Linked DNA regions of Mus musculus: region 1 is linked to region 2. The links are chromatin contacts, called in public HiChIP or PLAC-seq maps. All regions are on one chromosome and are shown on one strand. Each heading gives the region's core, a stretch centred on a gene start, on an enhancer-like site or on the middle of the called end of the contact. The rest is flanking DNA. Distances are from core to core; before and after follow the strand shown.

Region 1 (2,700 bases), core at 89-2,588, 150 kb after region 2:
AGAGGGAAAGGGTAGGCTTTGAAACCACTAACAGTGGGTGTTGAAGCCTGTCTCCTCCCACCTGCCTTCCTCTGGCACCACCTTGCCTGTTCTTCTGTGTTCTCTTCTGTGTGCTCATTCATGGTGCTATCTGGGTGCTGATTCCATGCTGTTGTTTCTGGATTTGTTCAGGCTGGTATCTCTTAGGAAGATGAGTTCACAGAATAAGAACAGAACTCCCTACAGGCTCTCGTCCTGACCTTCCTCTCCTCCCCAGCAGGGTTCATAACATTCCTCTCAGCTTGAGAAACTCCTCTGATTCATTCCCCTCACTTTACCAAGCTCCTTCTGACAGGGTCATCTAGAGATTTTTCCATCCTGGGATACTCTTACTTTAATCTGTTTGTTTGCTTGTTAGTTTGGTTTCAGTAATAAGGATTGAGCCTAGGGCCTTGCACATGCTAGGCAAGAGCTCTACCATTGAGTTCTTCTGGCTTATTATTATTATTATTATTATTATTATTATTATTATTATTATTTATTATTGTTGTTGTTGTATGACTATAGTTTTATTTAGACCCACTGTCTGCTGATTTAGGAGTTAACCAGGCTGACTCTGAACTTGCAATCCTTCTGTCTGGAGCTTACAAATAGCTGTCTTCCTGACCTATCTGATGGAGGCTGCTTCCCTGGGACAGGCATTCAGCACTACATGACACCTGTTTTCTTACAACAACCAAAAGGATAACCTTGACAGTGGGTTGATGTCTGTCTTCCTCCAAGGATGCTAAGTTCCATAAAGGAAAGGATCACGTCAGTTTTGCTCACTGTGCATCTCAATGACAAAGACAGTATTTAAAAATCATCATCGACTGAATTAATTAGTGAGTGGAAAGCAGGAACCCACTATCAGATGGTTATTCACCATGGTTCATCTCAACACAAAACTAAAAACAATTGTTTGAATTGTGCCACCTAGCTAAATCTTGAGCTGACGAATCATTCGTTCAATAAATATTGATTGTGAGGTACATATAGAAATAAAGCAAATTTCCTGCCGTTCATGTATGGGCACAGCCTTGCTCACTTGTGTAAAATATCAGGTAGCAAATATTTTCTGACCTCCCAGCCCAGATGATCTGTACTGCAACTGTGTATTATAAGCTATGTCATATGCAAAACATTATGAATGAGTATGACCATATTGCAACTAAACTCTATTCTAGCAGGCTTGTGGTATGCTGTTTAGAATGGTATTTGATTGTCATTTGTCATCCATTGTATGAGGAGAAGTCATAGGATAGACTAAGAGCCTGCTGTTCCCATTGCTGATTCAGTAATCAGAAGGGACCCTACTGTGAGCAGGGCTCTGGGCTGGACTTTGGGGACACACAAGAAGTCCTTACTTGCCTCGAGGCAGCTCACCACTGAAGGGAAGAGATTTATGTGCCCATCCGTTTTTTTATAAGACAGCTTGGCAAATGATGCAAGGTGAAAGTCTGCATGTTACACAGGGAAAATGAGGAATTCTGAAAGCCCAGAAGACACAGGGATGTGGACACTGGGACTCCTTTAAGATCCATTTCTTGTAAATGGTCCATATTAAGCCAGGCTTCAAAAAGAGAAGCTGAAAGCTTTGGGTGGAATGGTTGTGAGGAGAAGGGGCCAGTGCCAGGGGGCCTTGTAGGAGCTAGTGAGTGCAGCCTGCTTAGAGGAACCAGAATTAATGTGGCAGCTGTTGAAATGAGGAGGGGAGGGTGGATTCCAGGGACATCACAGAGGTTCCATCTGTGAGACTGATGCTAATTGGCTTATCCTACGTGATAGGAAGAGCCGCCTGTTAACGTACAGAGAGAAAGTCATGGAGTTGTTTAGCTACCAGCAGTTACAATAGAGGCTCTGAGTCACCAAATGTCTATCCATCAGGGTCCCCAGTGACACACAGACATTTAAGGATGCGATAAAATGAAAACACTGAGGCTATAGCAGTGGGAAGAGATGGAAACTAGCTCCCTGCACCATGCGTCTTGGCAAACCAACCCAAGAAAGAAGCTGTATTGATGGATAAGGTGTCTCTGACCTAATTGTCCATCTCATCTTTGATGAGGCATCTTTACAAAGCTCCTTCTTGCCACTGACTTTCAAAGCAAGGTCTTTTGAGGGAAACACTAGCTTAAAATTACAAATCAGAGCTTGAGTTTCAACATGCACTTCCCAAATTCCTGGGATCATTGAGGATATGGAATTATAGATTTGAGGCCCAAGGAAGACCTTGGAGGTACCCCCAAAATGTACACAGTGAATCACCCTCTCTGGCACTTATCTCTTCTTTACCCTCTATTGGAAGTGTTGGTGAGAAATGAAAGAACAGAAGGCTAAGGCAGGATGCAGCTCTGAGGGAGGCAGAAACCAAGGGGAGAGGGAACACGCTCTACTGACTAACATCTGACTCACACAGATCTCCTAGGCCATCTTTCACATCTCAATTGCTTCATAAGGCTCCATTGGAACCCTCATAGAATCTACTTTACCTCAGAACCCACTCTGGGCTCCTTAGGGGATTGCTGTAACACAGTCCAAGAGTCAGAGAAAAGGGTTGAGCCTGGCCAGTGAGGCTCAGATTCCAACTCCATAGAGTAACTTCTGACAGGTTATTTTCTCTCAGAGCTTTCCCTGCATCTGTAGAGTCTCCCTTAGTGGAAGACACCATTTAGCACCCTG
Region 2 (2,700 bases), core at 177-2,676:
TCTTTGTTCAGACCAGCAATCTTTGATCCTAAATAGCCGTTTCTACATAGAATTTTCACACAGTACTTAAAATAAAAATACATTTGCAGATTTTTTTCCTCTTCTTAGCACGCGCCTCATTCATCATTTGCTATTTCCTCGAAAGTCTAAGATACCCTCCATTGTCATGACAATAATGTCTGTGAAGTTTTAGGAATGTCTCCGCTCACCGTGTTCATCTTCAGCACTCTAACTGGGACTGCATGGCTCCTGGTCACTAAACATTAAATTAAGGGCTAGTCTCCAAATCACAGCAACTCCCAGAAACTATTGAACCCTACATATGCTTTCAGATGGCGTGTATTCAAAGTAAGACAGCCAAATCTATAGCAAAAATATACTGGCCTAATCTTATCTCTTTGTGGAGGCTCACTGTAGATATTACTATTTGAACTCCACAGGGAATCTCATTAATTTTTAAAACTCTCTGACCTCAGTACTGTTGAGTGTAAAAATAATTACAAATTAAGAATGAAAGAACGCCACTTGAATTCTGCACAGCCATATGCTCTGCCTTGCACAAAAAAAAAACGATACTATCGTCAAACAGAAATTCTATTTTTTTTCTACAGATACAGATTTAAACAGCATGATAAATGTCACCACACAGACATAAAAAGCAGCTCACCCTTCCTCCAGTCCCCGCACACACCTCACCTCTGAAGAGTCTAGTAACACAAAGCAGGCATTTACACTGACAGGTTCTGCAAGCCAGGGACACCAGGGAGGGTACCCTCTCAAAGATATTTACCTATAGTGACTTCCTTTTTCTTAATCACAAATGTCTCTCTCAGGCACAAAGATTCCGAACGAATTGTATATAAATATTCCCTTACCTAAAACTTGTCAGAAGAATGCTCTTGTCCTCCAGGGTCAGTCATCTCTGCCGGTTCCCCCTCTTGCCGTCCTGGGAATTGGCTCCGATATGTTGATTATTCAGTGCCTCAGTTACATCTGTGACACTCATCTGCCTGCATTGAACCTATGAGGAGAAATGAGAGAGGGAGGGCAACAGAAGGAGAATGTGAAAGGGGAGAGAGAGAGAGAGAGAGAGAGAGAGAGAGAGAGAGAGAGAGAGAGAGAGAGAGAGAGAGAAGCACACTACAGAGAGACTAAGAGAAAGAAAGAAAGCCAACACAACTACTGACTGGAGTCTAAGAACCTAAAACCTCTAGCCAAGTGAAGCCTGAACAAAAATGATCAAAGCTTTGTCCTTCATCAACAGAGTAGACAGCCTTCCCCCCCCACCTCACTCTCTTTCTCTCTGTCCCCTCTGAAAACTAGAACTGTTACGGGGGGATTCTCACCAGGAAGGCGCAGACAGAGGCAGACCTTCTCCTGAGTGTTAGTGCTGCCTGCCCAGAAGCCCGTGCAGAATATAGGTACCTATTGTTCCAGAGACAGATATGTAGCCAGCCAGTCAGCCTCTGACAGATCTCAGCAAACCAGCGAGCCTGCCTTCACTTTAACTCCTTCTTTCCTAGCGCCTTTTTACAGAGAAGCAGAGGTCTTCTCATCACCCAGGAGAAATAAATGGGGCTGAGACAGATGATCTCATGACAGAAGCTAAGCCTGCATTTTTTTTCCTACAAAGAGGGACTTTAGCTACTAGTCCTGAAATGTGACATTTGAAGGTAAATGACTTCTTTCTCTGGGAAGAAATGAAGGCTTAGAAAGGGTTAGAAGAGGAAGACTTAGCGCAGGGCTGCCAATTTAATAAGGGAAGAAGAAGATGAAAATCAAGGTTATTTCAAATGCCCTGACTGTAAATAAAGATGTTTCAGTACAGATGGGGTCTGTTAACCAGAAGGGTCCCAATCTTGTGCATAGGGGTAAAACCCATTTAAAATACCCTCTATAAAATGCCACCCCAGTAAACCTGCTTCCCTAAGGGCTGAACTCTCTTTGATCTCCCTGTCCCTTTTTTCATAAACTCTATTGCTTTCTCAAGAGTCCCCCAAATGTCTCTCATCTCTAGTTCCCCACCAGTGGCTAAATCTTGCAAAATTACAAAAACTTGGAGGAGGGAGAAAATGCTCATTCTCCCTTCTCCTTGGTGGATCTGAAGATTCAGATAGCAGACTTGATCCTTTAAATCCCTGGACCTCAACAGACCACACCATGCTTCTAGTTTTCAACTCTGGGTGTCAGCTGAATGGCCTGCTTTTCCTTTATAGTGTAGAAAAGGAGGCTTTGCGATTGGTTATATGACACTAGTGGAAAACGGGGAATAGAATAAAATAAAGGTAGCTTGTCCCTAAGTTAAGGCAAGAGGTGAACCAGAAAAGGCTCACTACTTGTACTTTACTTTCACTGAACACTCTTAATTGTTGCCAAGATTCCCCCAAGGAGAACTGTGCATATTCCGAAATGGTAGGTGTGCTGCACAGAGCATAGATGGTTATGAAATTCCTTTGTAAAAGCCACACTCAGGCATCACTTCACAAAGCCAGAGGGTAAATACTCAAAGCAGTAGAAGGAGGTTTAGTCATGCATGGCTGTTAATGGTAATGAGACATGTAGAACACAGCTATGCACTGCCGAACAGTTTCTCCTAAGTAGCTAGGGTTTGCTTTATTTATTTTTTATAAGCAAACTAGTAAGTAGATGACATGACATCAGGGTGTTTCAGAAAACTCTGCATGGGAGTGGGAAGGGCAT

The links. HiChIP or PLAC-seq counts read pairs in DNA pulled down with a chosen protein or histone mark.
Region 1: a contact with region 2 is called in an H3K4me3 HiChIP or PLAC-seq map of embryonic midbrain, with 2.6 times the contacts expected there. The contact joins the enhancer-like site here to the promoter of Rmst in region 2. A contact is called at or near these places in 2 of 484 Hi-C or Micro-C datasets (nephron progenitors and uterus), 6 of 115 datasets of contacts at active chromatin or transcription factors (embryonic forebrain, embryonic hindbrain, embryonic midbrain and 3 more) and 1 of 9 other capture datasets (embryonic stem cells).

What each region holds. Positions count from the first base shown.
Region 1 is chr10:92,313,098-92,315,797 of GRCm38.p6, forward strand. The region is part of intron 2 of Gm20757 (predicted gene, 20757); the gene reads right to left. Among named protein-coding and RNA genes, the nearest start is that of Gm20757, 61 kb to the right of the region's middle. Within about 2 kb of position 1,339, at least 15 of the 459 cell types and tissues checked have an H3K27ac peak or open chromatin away from gene starts, as enhancers often do.
Region 2 is chr10:92,163,752-92,166,451 of GRCm38.p6, forward strand. It overlaps Rmst (rhabdomyosarcoma 2 associated transcript (non-coding RNA)), which reads right to left and starts at 1,427. Exons shown (of 13, transcript NR_028262.1): 1 at 1,347-1,427; 2 at 876-1,021.